Regions from separate parts of the Mus musculus genome. Here region 2 is linked to region 1. A link is a contact called in public HiChIP or PLAC-seq data. All regions are on one chromosome and are shown on one strand. Each heading gives the region's core, a stretch centred on a gene start, on an enhancer-like site or on the middle of the called end of the contact. The rest is flanking DNA. Distances are from core to core; before and after follow the strand shown. Region 1 holds the start of Fancm (Fanconi anemia, complementation group M). Region 2 overlaps Mis18bp1 (MIS18 binding protein 1).

Region 1 (5,842 bases), core at 2,450-4,949:
CTGGAATTAAAGGCATGAACCACCATGATCTCTACTGTAGATGAGAAAAGACTGGCGAAAGGAGATAAAAGTTGGTTATATAGAAGCAATCAGTTACTTCAGCACTTTTGTCATTTCTTTGAGAGTCCAGAAAAATACCTAAAATACAACTATCTAATAGTTTATGAGTAACAAAAATAATGACCATCAACTAATTTAGGTAAAAGACTATCACTGGGGAACAAAAATTATCACAAAACTGTTATATGTTCCAAGTCTCTTGAAATGGTCCAAGTCAGGTCAGTGGCGCTTAAGAGTCTAGAAGAAGAAAAACAATTAAAAACTTTACAGTCTACCTTGGGATAAATAAGCTGTTTAAAGACAGCTTAAGAAGTACAGTATTGAGGTATTAAATGCCCAACTCTACTGCTGAACATCATAATGGCTCAAGAGAATACCCATTAAAATGGCAAGTGGGTCTATCCGCAAAGGGGCCTTTTCCTTTCACTCTTGTATATTCACTCAAACAGTTCTACAGTGTACTACACGTTTCATAAATATGGCTGGACCATATCCTGACGCCTGGAGAAGTGTGAGAGTTCTTGGGTCTCCCAACAAGATCTTAAGTGAAAATACAATCTTCTCAAAAGAACCCAGAAACTTTTTAAACCGAAATGACAGGACTGTAAAAACACAGGCATGAGTATGTGAATGATCACTGGAAAATACCCATTTAAATGTCACTAAATGCATTTTCATATTTTGGAATCACACAGCACTCGCTATCTTGACATTTTTGAATCTGAAAATCTGTAGCAAAACTTAATTTAGGCTGCACCTTCTATTTTAAAATGGTAGATTGATGCACATCGTGTATGACCACTGAGGTGGGGCAGTGGTGGAGAGCGCCTTTAATCCCAGCACTTGGGAGGCAGAGGCAGGTGGATTTCTGAGTTCAAGGTCAGCCTGGTCTACAGATCGAGTTCCAGGACAGCCAGGGCTACACAGAGAAACCCTGTCTCAAAAAACAAAAACAAAGCAACCCCCCCCCCCCGGAAAAAAAAACCTCAAAATAATTTAACTGAGGTACAGAACATGACGTGATGGAGCAGGGCTGTTATTCCTAGCACTTGCTAGATGAAGGTAAGGTCAAGGGAGTTTGAGGCCTGTCTGGGCTATGAGATGTTGCCTCCAAAAAGATTAAGGAGTCGGGGGGGCTGGGGTGGGGGTGGGAATGAATGACCCTTCCTGAAGGGCAAAAACTCAAGTCTAACAAAATAACCCGTGACTACAAAATGGGTGGCTAAGATGCGGACAGGGCTGAAAGCTGCATTATACAACTAGAATTTTTCAAATCTGCGTGCTTATAATCACAGAAGCCCGCCGTATTAAAAATTCACATTTAATTCCCCTAAGGTTATTTTGTAAAAGATTTGTAACAAAAAAAGTTAAAACAGTAATATGTGGGTTTCTGAAAATCACGGATCATAGTTCGGTATTCAGTACATGGGTAAGACAAACTAGATGCACACGAGGCTCCCTCGCATCCTTACACCCCTCCCTCCCATTTCCCAGTGGCCAGCACTGTGCGCCCCGGCAGCATGCACTCCCGAGTCCTCGCCCCCGCCTCAGACGCCAGCATTTCAGGGTCCTTCTCCTCAGGTCCTCGGCCCTCACAGATCCTGTCTGGGATTTAAATCTACGGCCGCAGCTCCAGGGCCTGCCCTAGGAAATAAGGGCCGAACCCCGCGGAATCTGGGGCGGCCCAAGGGGCGGGAGAGTGGGAGCTCACGCGGGCCGCTCAGGCCTGGCCAGCACCGGCCACAGAGGGCGAGGGCGGGGGCACCGAGGAATCCGGTATGTAAGGCATCTCCGGGGGGGGTGAAGCTGCCCCGGGACGCCCCGGCCTGGCCGCCCAGATGCCTTTGGTACCGAATCTGAACCGTGATCCTGCAGAAACTTGATAATGTCCTTCTTGGGCAGCTGCTCGCTGCGCAGCTGCTCCACGGTCCATGCACGCTGCGGAACAGCCGCCGCCATCTTCCCCTGCTGCTGCCGCTGCACTGAGCCAGCCCGCCTCAATCCGGCGCGGTCCCGCCCTCAGGGCGTGGCCCGGGCTTACGCCACGCTCTAGGGGTGGGGCCTCCGCCTTTTGGAATCAGCCCACACTTTCTACGCAGCCCCGGCCCTGAAGGGTGGCCTGGGCATGCGTGGCGCGCGAGGAGGCGGGGCTTCTGCTTTGCTGAGCCTGGGGGTTTCTTCCGTCCACTCTCTGTCCCCACGGGTCCTGCGCGGGACTCCGGGGCCCGGCCGCCATGGTCCTAAACCGGATTGACTCGTGAGCTAGGGTGATGTCAACACTGGGCTGTGAGGGCCTTGTTGAGTAGAATGAAAATCTGTGCAGGTCTCTTGGCCAGCGGCATGCAGTGATGATGGCAAACCTTATTTTGATGCTTTCTGAGGCGTTCTTTGGGCAGCCATCACGCCCACTTGTTTATTATTTACGGCTTACGATGTCTTTAAAAGTACAGATTGTAAACGGTTTAAAGAAAATAACAGCATTCGGGTTTTCAATCTCATTTTAGGCTAGTTCTACTCTAATCTTATCTGGATTGGCCTAGTCCTTGCCCATCAAACAATTTCCACAAAACTAAATGCAAACCTCTCCCGACAGAGCTTTGCCTACAAATTTAGAAACTTGAATAAAACAATGTAATTACGCTGTACTTAAAATACCTCTTTACGATAGTGAGGGTGGTGTATGTACAGCAAGAGCTTCGCGTGTTTGTACTTTGTTTCAGTAACTGAGGAAATAGATGTTTACCGATTTTGTACTGGTACCCAAGACTAAAAGCAGAAAGCTGTCACTAACAGAACTGGGCAAGAACACTTACTGCTCTATAGCTGTAATCATTATGTGAGAGTTAAGATATGAAGTGTATGTCTGTAGCACTTAGGAGCCCGTATAGCCCCTTACAAGATGAGGCAGGACATTGGCCAACTCAAGGTCATTTTGGTCTGCATGCAGAGTTCCAGGCCAGAGTGGGCCTCAGAGCAAGAACCCGTGTGAAACAAAAACATACGGAGGAAAACAGAAAAAGAAATCCCACGACAAAAATGTATTTGTTTTAGTTTCTCAATGAATGCAGGGCCAGAGCACATTCTTTAGACAGACAAAACATTAAAACTGCCATTTGTATAACACAAAACTGCATTTTCTCAGCATAGATGGAGAAAAATATTATTTATCTCTACTTTTGCTTCAATCATGTTACGGTTACAAACGATGACTGAATGCTTGTCCTGGGGTCACGAAGTTATGTATCTTAACCCCGTATGTAGTATGTCGTTAGCAGTGACAGCTCATTTAAAGCACAGCAAAAACTACATTCTATTTACTTATGTTAATTTTGACCTGGAAACTCTGGACGTCAAGGATGACCTAGACCTGATTCTCCAGACTCCTCCTCAGGCCAGAGCCACCGCTCCAGGTTTGAGATTGCCTTCAAGCCCGCTCGAGGGATGGGAAGGGTAACAAAACGAAAACAAACAAAACACAGCAAAACTTGCAAAGATGCTAAATCCAGACACCCGCCCCCAGCCCGTCACACACTTCGCGCAATACGCATGCGCTTCTTCTGATTTCCGGAATGGCAACCAATCATCTTCCCGCCGCAAAATCGGCGGCGGGTTCTTTAACCCGCCAGTCCCGCCCCCGGGACCCACTGTGTCGCTGGCGGGAGACTAATGGGCGTCCGAGTCGCGGCGGTTGCGCTGCCATCCAGGCGGGTTCCTCAGCGGAGCTCCGCTGCTGCTGGGCACCATGAGCGGACGGCAGAGAACGCTCTTCCAGACGTGGGGCCCGAGCCTCGTGCGGGGCTCCGGAGACTCGGGATGCGGCCAGCCGCGCTCGCCCGCGATGGCGGAGGCGCTGCCGGAGGAGGACGACGAGGTGCTGCTGGTGGCGGCGTACGAGGCTGAGCGGCAGCTGGATCCCGGGGATGGCGGCTTCTGCGCGGCTGCGGGAGCCCTGTGGATCTACCCCACCAATTGCCCCGTGCGCGACTACCAGCTGGACATCTCCCGGAGCGCGCTGTTCTGCAACACCCTGGTGTGCCTGCCCACCGGGCTGGGGAAGACCTTCATTGCCGCCGTGGTCATGTATAATTTCTACCGCTGGTTCCCTTCTGGCAAGGTGGTTTTCATGGCACCCACGAAGCCCCTGGTAACACAGCAGATGGAAGCCTGCTTCCACGTGATGGGTATTCCACAGTCTCACATGGCTGAAATGACAGGTATCTTGAGAAAAACTGGGCTCCCCGGGAAAGGCTGGCTCTTGTGGACATAGCTATGCCAGCAGAATTACTCAATGCAAATGTGTTCATCTTACATTCTTCCCCGTAAGACATCGTCTGTGGGTAGCAAAGCCCTGTCTGATACATAGACTTCTCTAGTTATCTTCAGAAGTATCTTGTAAATTGCCAGTGTTTTGAAATATTTGTATATGAGTGGGAGGCGGGGCGGAATGCTAAACTTATTTCCAGCATCCGTCCCAGAACGATTTCCCGGTTGAACAATTTGCTTCCCCTCAGATCTTACCACCTTCTTCTTTCTTCTTTCTTCTTTCTTCTTCTGTAGGCATTATCTAATAACAGCTTTGACCCTTGGGTTGCATCAGAGCTCCAAGGTGTCATTACGATTGTCCAGCCGTTCTCCCTTTAAGTAGAGTACCAGAGCATGAATGTATTAAAAAAGTAGGCCAGACTATTTATTTATAGTCTATAGATGACGGTCTGAAGTTTCTGAGTGTTCTCTGTCCCTGTGTGTGTTTCTTCTGTTTTGTGTTCCTGTATGGCTTGGCTGGCCTGGAACTCCCCAGATAGAGCGAGCTAGCCGTGAACTTACAGTTGTCCTACCTCAAGCTCCAGAGTCCTGGGGTTACAGGGAACTTTTGCTACACCCTGCTTCACTGTTACTTTGGGGGGGGGGGGGGGAGGTGTTCGAGACAGGGTTTCTCTGTATAGCCCCGGCTGGCCTGGAACTCACTTTGTAGACCAGGCTGGCCTCGAACTCAGAAATCCACCTGCCTCTGCCTCCCTATTGCTGGGATTAAAGGCGTGCGCCACCACGCCCGGCTTCACTGTTAATTTTGTTTACAGGTTCAACTCAAGCTGTTAACAGGAAGGAGATATGGTCCAGCAGGAGGGTTCTTTTCCTGACACCGCAGGTCATGGTAAATGACCTTACTAGAGGGGCTGTTCCTGCCACCCACGTAAAGTGTCTTGTGGTGGATGAAGCTCATAAGGCACTTGGGAACTATGCTTACTGCCAGGTAAGCTCTTTTTTCAAATGCTAGTTTGTAGAGGATGCATAAATTCTTAACGGGCTTGGGGGAATAAGTCTCAGTGATGGGAACTATTGCTAGTGTGATTATAAACGCCTTTCATTCACTCTGTCAGAACAGAGGGTGCTGGGAAATCTCTCTTGTCCATTTAGATCTGTATTTGCTGCTTTTTTTCCCCCTTTTCTTTTCTCTTTTCCTCTTTCTTTCTCTTTTTTCTTTTATGAGACAGCATCTCTCTATGTAGCGTTGCTGGCCTGGAATTCACTACGTAGACCAGGCTGGTCTTGAACTCTCAGAGCTCTGCAGGCCTCTGATAGGCATATGCTACCACACTCAACTCTCTGATATCTTCTTAACTTTAGCAAGAGTATTAGTCAGGGTTCTCTAGAGTCACAGAACTTATGGGTAGTCTCTATGTAGTAAGGGAATTTGTTGATGACTTACAGTCTACAGTCCAACTCCCAAACAATGGCAGCTGCAGCTGTGACTGGAAGTCCAAGGATCTAGCAGTTGCTTAGG
Region 2 (6,379 bases), core at 2,183-4,682, 79 kb after region 1:
AGCACTAAATATGAAAAATTACATGTTAGATAATTAAAATACAGTCATGTTATGGTTGGCATTTTTAAGGTTATTTTTATAACCTTATTGATTAATGTTAGATATGTATATATGGATTTGTGCACATGTAATGCCTGCAGAGGCCAGAAAAGGATGTTGGATTTCTGGAGCTAGAGACTCAGGCATCTGTGAGCACTATAAGGGTGCTGGGAACTGAACAAAAGCAGGTGCTCAGCAAGAGCAGTTCATGCTCTTAGCCACTGAGCCATCTTTCTAGCAGGGATTTTTGTTATTTTCTCAAAGAAAGTATAATAATATACTGATGATGACAAAAATAATCACTAAAGCATCACTAATCAGAGTATGATAATGCAACACCTAAAACTTCAAAACATAATTAATATCTAAAAGTATCATAAAACAAGATACAGTGCATCATCTTAGAAAGAGGATACAATTATAATATAGTATGTACCCTTAAACAGCACTTGCTAAAAGGAGATGCCAAGCCGTATTCATCCCTAAATTTTTAGCATGAAGCAAGGTTCACAGAAGATGCTTTAAAGTCATTTGGTTCTTCTTATGTGCATAGATAGCATAGTATATAGTGTAGCAAACTTTAATCTTTTAAATGTGTATTCCATCCTACATGTCACGTGTTTTTCTATAACATTTTCAATAATCATAGTTACAAGTCAGATTACTTCTCTAAAAAAGTGACCCAGTGTTATTTTTCATTTTGGAGTAAAACAGGCAGTAGGGTAGAGGTAATAGCAAGTAATAATAGTCCCAGGATTCTAGAAGATTCAAAATGTTCTAGAAATGATAATAAGCAACCAGCCAAAGTTAAGAAAACTTGATGACTTTTGTAAAAAGAAAGGATTGAGAAAGAGCTAAAGCTTTGGTAAGTGAAATGTCTGCCATCATTTACACTTCTAAATTATTACTTTCTTTGGTCTAGAAAAGATAAATAAGTTTCAAGGAGAAAGAGTTTAAATGACACAACGCCATTAGAGAGAGATGTAGTATATTTACATCTAACATGGTGCCACAGCTTTAGCAAAAATAATGTGCAATTCTCAGAGATTTTAAAAATTTGTATAGATCTTAGCTACAAAGTCAAGGTAAAATTCCAAGAAATGTACATAAAGGATTTCGGTAACTTTTATCATCTTACTATTATTTCATACATTATTTGTGAAAGTAGGGTAGTGTGAGAGGTAGATTATAATGTTAAAAAAGAGCTGACATAACAATTCTACCAACCTTTAAAGCACTTGCCACTTGAGTTTATATGCAAGTTCCTCCATAAAAGCAAATATAGATACTTGTCTCTACTACAAGATTGCTGATAGTGATAGTCTAAATATAATCTTTCATTAATATATTTATCAGGGGGTTGGGATTGTGATAAAGATTTACTCCGTGAAATAAAAAGAACGATGAAGCAGCAGTCTGCAACACAGTCACCTTAGTATAAAAAAGTATAAAAAAGAAGGAATTTTAAGGTCCTAATCAGTCAAAGAGCACCACACCACACATCACATACTACAAACAGTGTTAAGTTTATATAAGACTCTACCACTTCAGCAACAAAGAAAAATTTAGACCTACCTAAGCTATTATCATTAAGGTCATACGTGATGCTGGCCTTTTGGAGGACATAAGTTTCTTTATCTTCTGCATCTTTTTTTTTTGATTTTTGTTTTTCTTGGACTCTTGCTGTTTCCTGTCTGGTCTTGTTCTTTTTTTCAGCCCTAAAATAGTTGTGTTATTGCTTTCTCAAATATTGGTTCTCAACAACAACAATTAAAAAAAGGATGAAAGAAAAGAGAAGAAGAGAAGAGAAGAGCGCATCCCCACCAACAGGATAATCACAGAGCTCAAGGCCAGACTGGGCTACATACTGAGGTTAACCTGTTACATGAGACCCTTCTCAAAGCAAATATTTTTAAAAGACAAACAAACAAAAATATGTAATCTTATTTAAGAAAACTACATGACAATGAGTGTCCAGAAATAAAGTACTTACCTAGTAAATGTGAGGCCAGGATTAAAAAGCACTATTGGGAAGTTGTCTAGTTCTATAAGCAAGTTTTACTGAGACACAGCCATGCTCAATTTACACTACCTACAGTTGCTTTTCTGTTGAAAAGACAGAGTTAAATGGTCGAGAAAAGAAGCAACATGTCCAGAAAAATACCACCTGACACGTTCGAGGAAGAAATAGTCACCAGTTCTTATTATACAATACCTGTACTCAGATGAAGTTTAAAACTCTCTATCTCCTACTATCTCCTGAAGAACAAGAATTTATAAAATTTTTCTCTCAGTGTCTGCTAAGTACCTGGTAGGTACTCAAAAACTAATGAAAATTAACGGAGAAAAACGAATCAAGAATTTCAGTCCAATATTTAACAACTACACGCCATCCAAAGGGTAGGCGATTGATGAATTCTCCTTAGAAATGTGTCTCCAATTTTATTTTCTTTTTCAATTTACTCAACATGACAGAAAGTCTAATAAAGGTTTATTATTTCTAAAACCCCTAAAATCACAAAAATCTTCAAAACTATCACACAAACACAAAAACCCAGCAAAACCACATTACATCGGTTACATAAACATGAATTTGAAAAGGCACAGTATATTTTTTTATCTAAAATGAGTACATTTTAGGGACCATAACTTATACCTTGAAAAGCTGATTTTTAAAAATTTAGACAGTTTACCTTAATTGTTCTAGAAATTTATCAATGTGTTCCTTCCAGTTGTGGGGAAATCCAAACATAAATTTTCTTGTGAGATAACAGGGATATCCTATTTAACAATGAGCAAAACAAATACAAAATTATTTTAATTTAAAAAATAGAAAATGAAATTATCCAAAAGCCTAGGCTTTTAAAGAGGTCTCTCTAATTCACTGTCAGTCAAGAAATATGTACTTCTTTCTTGTTGTTGTTGTTTGTTTTTCGAGACAGGGTTTCTCTGTGTAGCCCTTGGCTGTCCTGGAACTCACTCTGTAGACCAGGCTGGCCTCGAACTCAGAAATCTGCCTGCCTCTGCCTCCTGAGTGCTGGGATTAAAGGCGTGCGCCACCATGCCTGGCAAAATGTGTACTTCTGATTCACTATATGCTAAGTACTGCTAGAGTACTGAGGACCCATTAGTTAGGGAAATAAAATCCCCATCATTACACACTGAATTTCTATTATATAAGAGAAGAAGCAAATGCAGAAAGTAAAATTCTTTGCTAGATTGATATCACAGAAAAAGTAGTTAAACATATTCATAGGAGAAAAGGAGAAGACAGCAATTTCAAAAGGAGGTAGTCAGGGAAATTCTACTGACATAGAAAGCCAGGGCATAGGAACCTGAGGGAATGAGTCATATGGGAAAATGGAATCCAAATATTAAAAATAGGAAATGAAAAGCCTTGTGACAGAGAGCTGGTTTGTTTGTGAAATAAGACAAGCAAAGCTGAACTGTAATGAAGAGTCAGTACTAGGCATATACTGAAATGAGTAATAAAAGTCGTGATTGTGTGGGACACTACAAGGGGTCGGGTCAATTTATGATCCTGGGATTTATTTAGGAAAGAGGAGAGGCTATAGAAAGATTTAACTAATAATGATGCCCACTTACCTGCTTCTTTCATGGAGACCGAGTCTATCAATCCTTTTAAGATATAAATGTTGCCTGATAAGGTCCTAAGTTCATTGTGTTTAATCCGCTCTATAATTACATTGCTATGCCAATAAACATCAGTCATATCTCTAGGGGGGGAAAAGAATAAGTTTAATAAGGTCAAAGTATTTATACTTTACTAGGAACTGTATATACACATAGAAGCATACAAACTTATAATGAAGGACTGGGTGTGAGCCAGTTATGTGTAATCTCAACACCTTGTATATAAAAGCAGGAGGAGTGCTCTAGGTTTGAGACCAGCTTGTTCTACATACTAAGTTCCATGCCAACGAGGGCTTCATAGTGAGATGCAATCTTGATGTCACTCTCCACTTCAAAAAGGAAGTATTCATTCTGTACTCTTAGCTATCACAACAATAACAGCATTATTAATCTAATTACAAAACATCTGAGGACTAACCAGTACAGAATTCAACTGCTTGGCTAATGTGATCCTCAGAGTCTATGCCAAGAAACTATACTGTGGTCAATCAATCTATATACCTGATATAAGATATAGCATTAGCAAGGAAAGAAAAACTGTCAACAAACATTTCCTGATGGCAACATCTGACATTTCAGCTTAATAGTTCCTAAGCCTTCAAAGATTTTGGTGGCCCTTCACATTTTTGTTGGCTTTTTGTAGAAATGCTATTTTTGTTTATTCAGATACTGTCTTTCTGGGATTTTTTTCCCACATATTTGTGTGCACACCATGGAATTCATATAGAGCCAGAAATAGCTTCTGGGAATCAGTCCTTTACTACCAACTTATGGAACCTGGGGACCAAACTAAGGCTGTATAGCCTTGCAGCAGGCTCTGCCCTGTGAGCCATCTTGCTGGCTCCTGGGTCTTACGATGCTACCCAAGATAGCCTTAGACTTCTACATCCTCCAACTACCTGAGATTACAGATTACATGTGCACCCAACTCCCTCCCGCCTACTTCATGTTCAAAAATGTCAAGTACATCTATCTCATTTTAAAGGTTTTTTTTTCATATTTTTAAAAATATAAATACATAGGCCAATATTTTTACCTTCTATTTTGTAAAGAGGGTCTACTTAAGAGAAAACAAAGTAGCAAATCACTGACCTAGAAATCTACTCTTCATACATCACTAAATGAAACTAGTAGCTAAGTGCAAAGCATTTTTCATATAACAGATAGTAAACATACTCATGCTATAAAAAAGTTCTCTCAATTAAATAAATTAGGATTAAACTGATGACACTATACCATAATACTTTTTTTTTGCTTTATTGTGGTTTGAGGGGAGGTGTGAGGTTTTTTTGTTGTTGTTGTTTGTTTTTTTGGGTTGTTATTTTGGTCCTGGTGTTGTTTAAGATATGGTCTCTCTACATAGCCCCTGCTATCTTCGAACTATGTAGATCAAGCTGCCTCCAAACTCACAAAGATTCTCCTGCCTCTGCCACCAGAATTGTTAGGGCTTAAAGGTGTATGCCACCACAGCCCACAGCGTCTTTAAAAGGCATGTTTCTTTATTCTTTGATACTGCAAATATTAATTCACTTAATTCTCTACCTACAGCAAAGCTGAGCACTAAGCATGAATCAAAAGTCATCTTCAAGTACATACTGTACTTAGAGTACCCACGGCCAGCCTGGGCTACATGATACACTCTCCAAACAAGAAGAGCCTTCCCACAGTATTAATCATATTAGTGTTATCACTGTACTAATGAAGAAGTTGAGCCTCGTAGAGTAGAAGCAATTTTAATTTGTTCAAGTAACATTGGTAGTAAGCAGTATTAGTGAAATCCCTGCAAAGGCAATTTATGCTGCATTTTAGACATGAAAAAGGGGATAAGGCTGTAAGATAGTCTACTAGTAGACTTATATGTTTAGCCTTGAAACAGTGATCATTGACATTGTGTCAGCACAAGTTGTTTACTATGGAGAGGCTGGTTCTCAGAAATAGAACAGAGCACCAGAGTTAAAGCCTACTGTCTGACAATGCGTTCACTTTGGAGAACCAAAAGTGTCAATTAACATGTAACTACTGGGAACTTTAAATAATTTTGATCCTTTCATGGATCAGTAATTTACATCAAACATCTTTAGCAAGGCACTGATGTCATGTTTTACTTTTGCCTTCAGTTTATAACCTCATTAGAACATGTTTTATAGAAAGATGCTATTCGTCACTCATCACTTAAATACAGCTAACTTAATCATATTGAAAGAACATTTAAATGTTATACTTACACCAGCTTTCCTTCTACACATATAGCAGTATTATTATTGATGACTTTAATCATCCATTCCTGTAGGTGGACTGCCTAATCAAGCATAAAAAAATATTTCTTGTACTATTTGCACATAGCATTACAGTCAGCATTTAGCATTAGAAAATGTGAATTACAAGAAAAGCCCCATGTAATCCTCGTGGTTTCTAAGTAGCCATCTATATAGGAATCAGCCCATTTAAAGCACCAATTGTTAAAACTACAATATTGAAAGAAAGAAAAAAATACAGAAACTTAACTGAGGCTGTACTATATGGCTTGCCTGTAATCCAGAAGGATCTACATTTTAAATACTCATACAAAATGGCTTAGCCAAAAGGAAGAGGAGACTCCTAACATATACACTGAACCACCGAATCTTACAGAAAACACAGCAACTTAGGGGGATGAAAATGCAAAATGTATTCCCAAGTGAGTTCC

The links. HiChIP or PLAC-seq counts read pairs in DNA pulled down with a chosen protein or histone mark.
Region 2: a contact with region 1 is called in an H3K4me3 HiChIP or PLAC-seq map of bone marrow-derived macrophages, with 2.0 times the contacts expected there. The contact joins the enhancer-like site here to the promoter of Fancm in region 1. A contact is called at or near these places in 1 of 39 promoter capture datasets (hematopoietic stem and progenitor cells), 23 of 484 Hi-C or Micro-C datasets (B cells, the C10 cell line, CD4 T cells and 15 more), 7 of 115 datasets of contacts at active chromatin or transcription factors (the SCID.adh cell line, bone marrow-derived macrophages, effector CD8 T cells and 1 more) and 4 of 9 other capture datasets (adipose tissue, embryonic stem cells, liver and 1 more).

What each region holds. Positions count from the first base shown.
Region 1 is chr12:65,071,904-65,077,745 of GRCm38.p6, forward strand. Fancm (Fanconi anemia, complementation group M) reads left to right here and starts at 3,700. Exons shown (of 23, transcript NM_178912.4): 1 at 3,700-4,274; 2 at 5,139-5,311. The coding sequence starts at 3,803. Fkbp3 (FK506 binding protein 3) reads right to left here and starts at 2,035. Exons shown (of 7, transcript NM_013902.4): 1 at 1,912-2,035. The coding sequence starts at 2,019.
Region 2 is chr12:65,151,074-65,157,452 of GRCm38.p6, forward strand. It overlaps Mis18bp1 (MIS18 binding protein 1), which reads right to left. Exons shown (of 14, transcript NM_172578.2): 4 at 5,919-5,992; 5 at 3,646-3,776; 6 at 2,733-2,820; 7 at 1,615-1,757. Among named protein-coding and RNA genes, the nearest start is that of Mis18bp1, 18 kb to the right of the region's middle. Within about 2 kb of position 3,433, at least 5 of the 459 cell types and tissues checked have an H3K27ac peak or open chromatin away from gene starts, as enhancers often do. A contact at or near this core is called in bone marrow-derived macrophages, where this site is marked.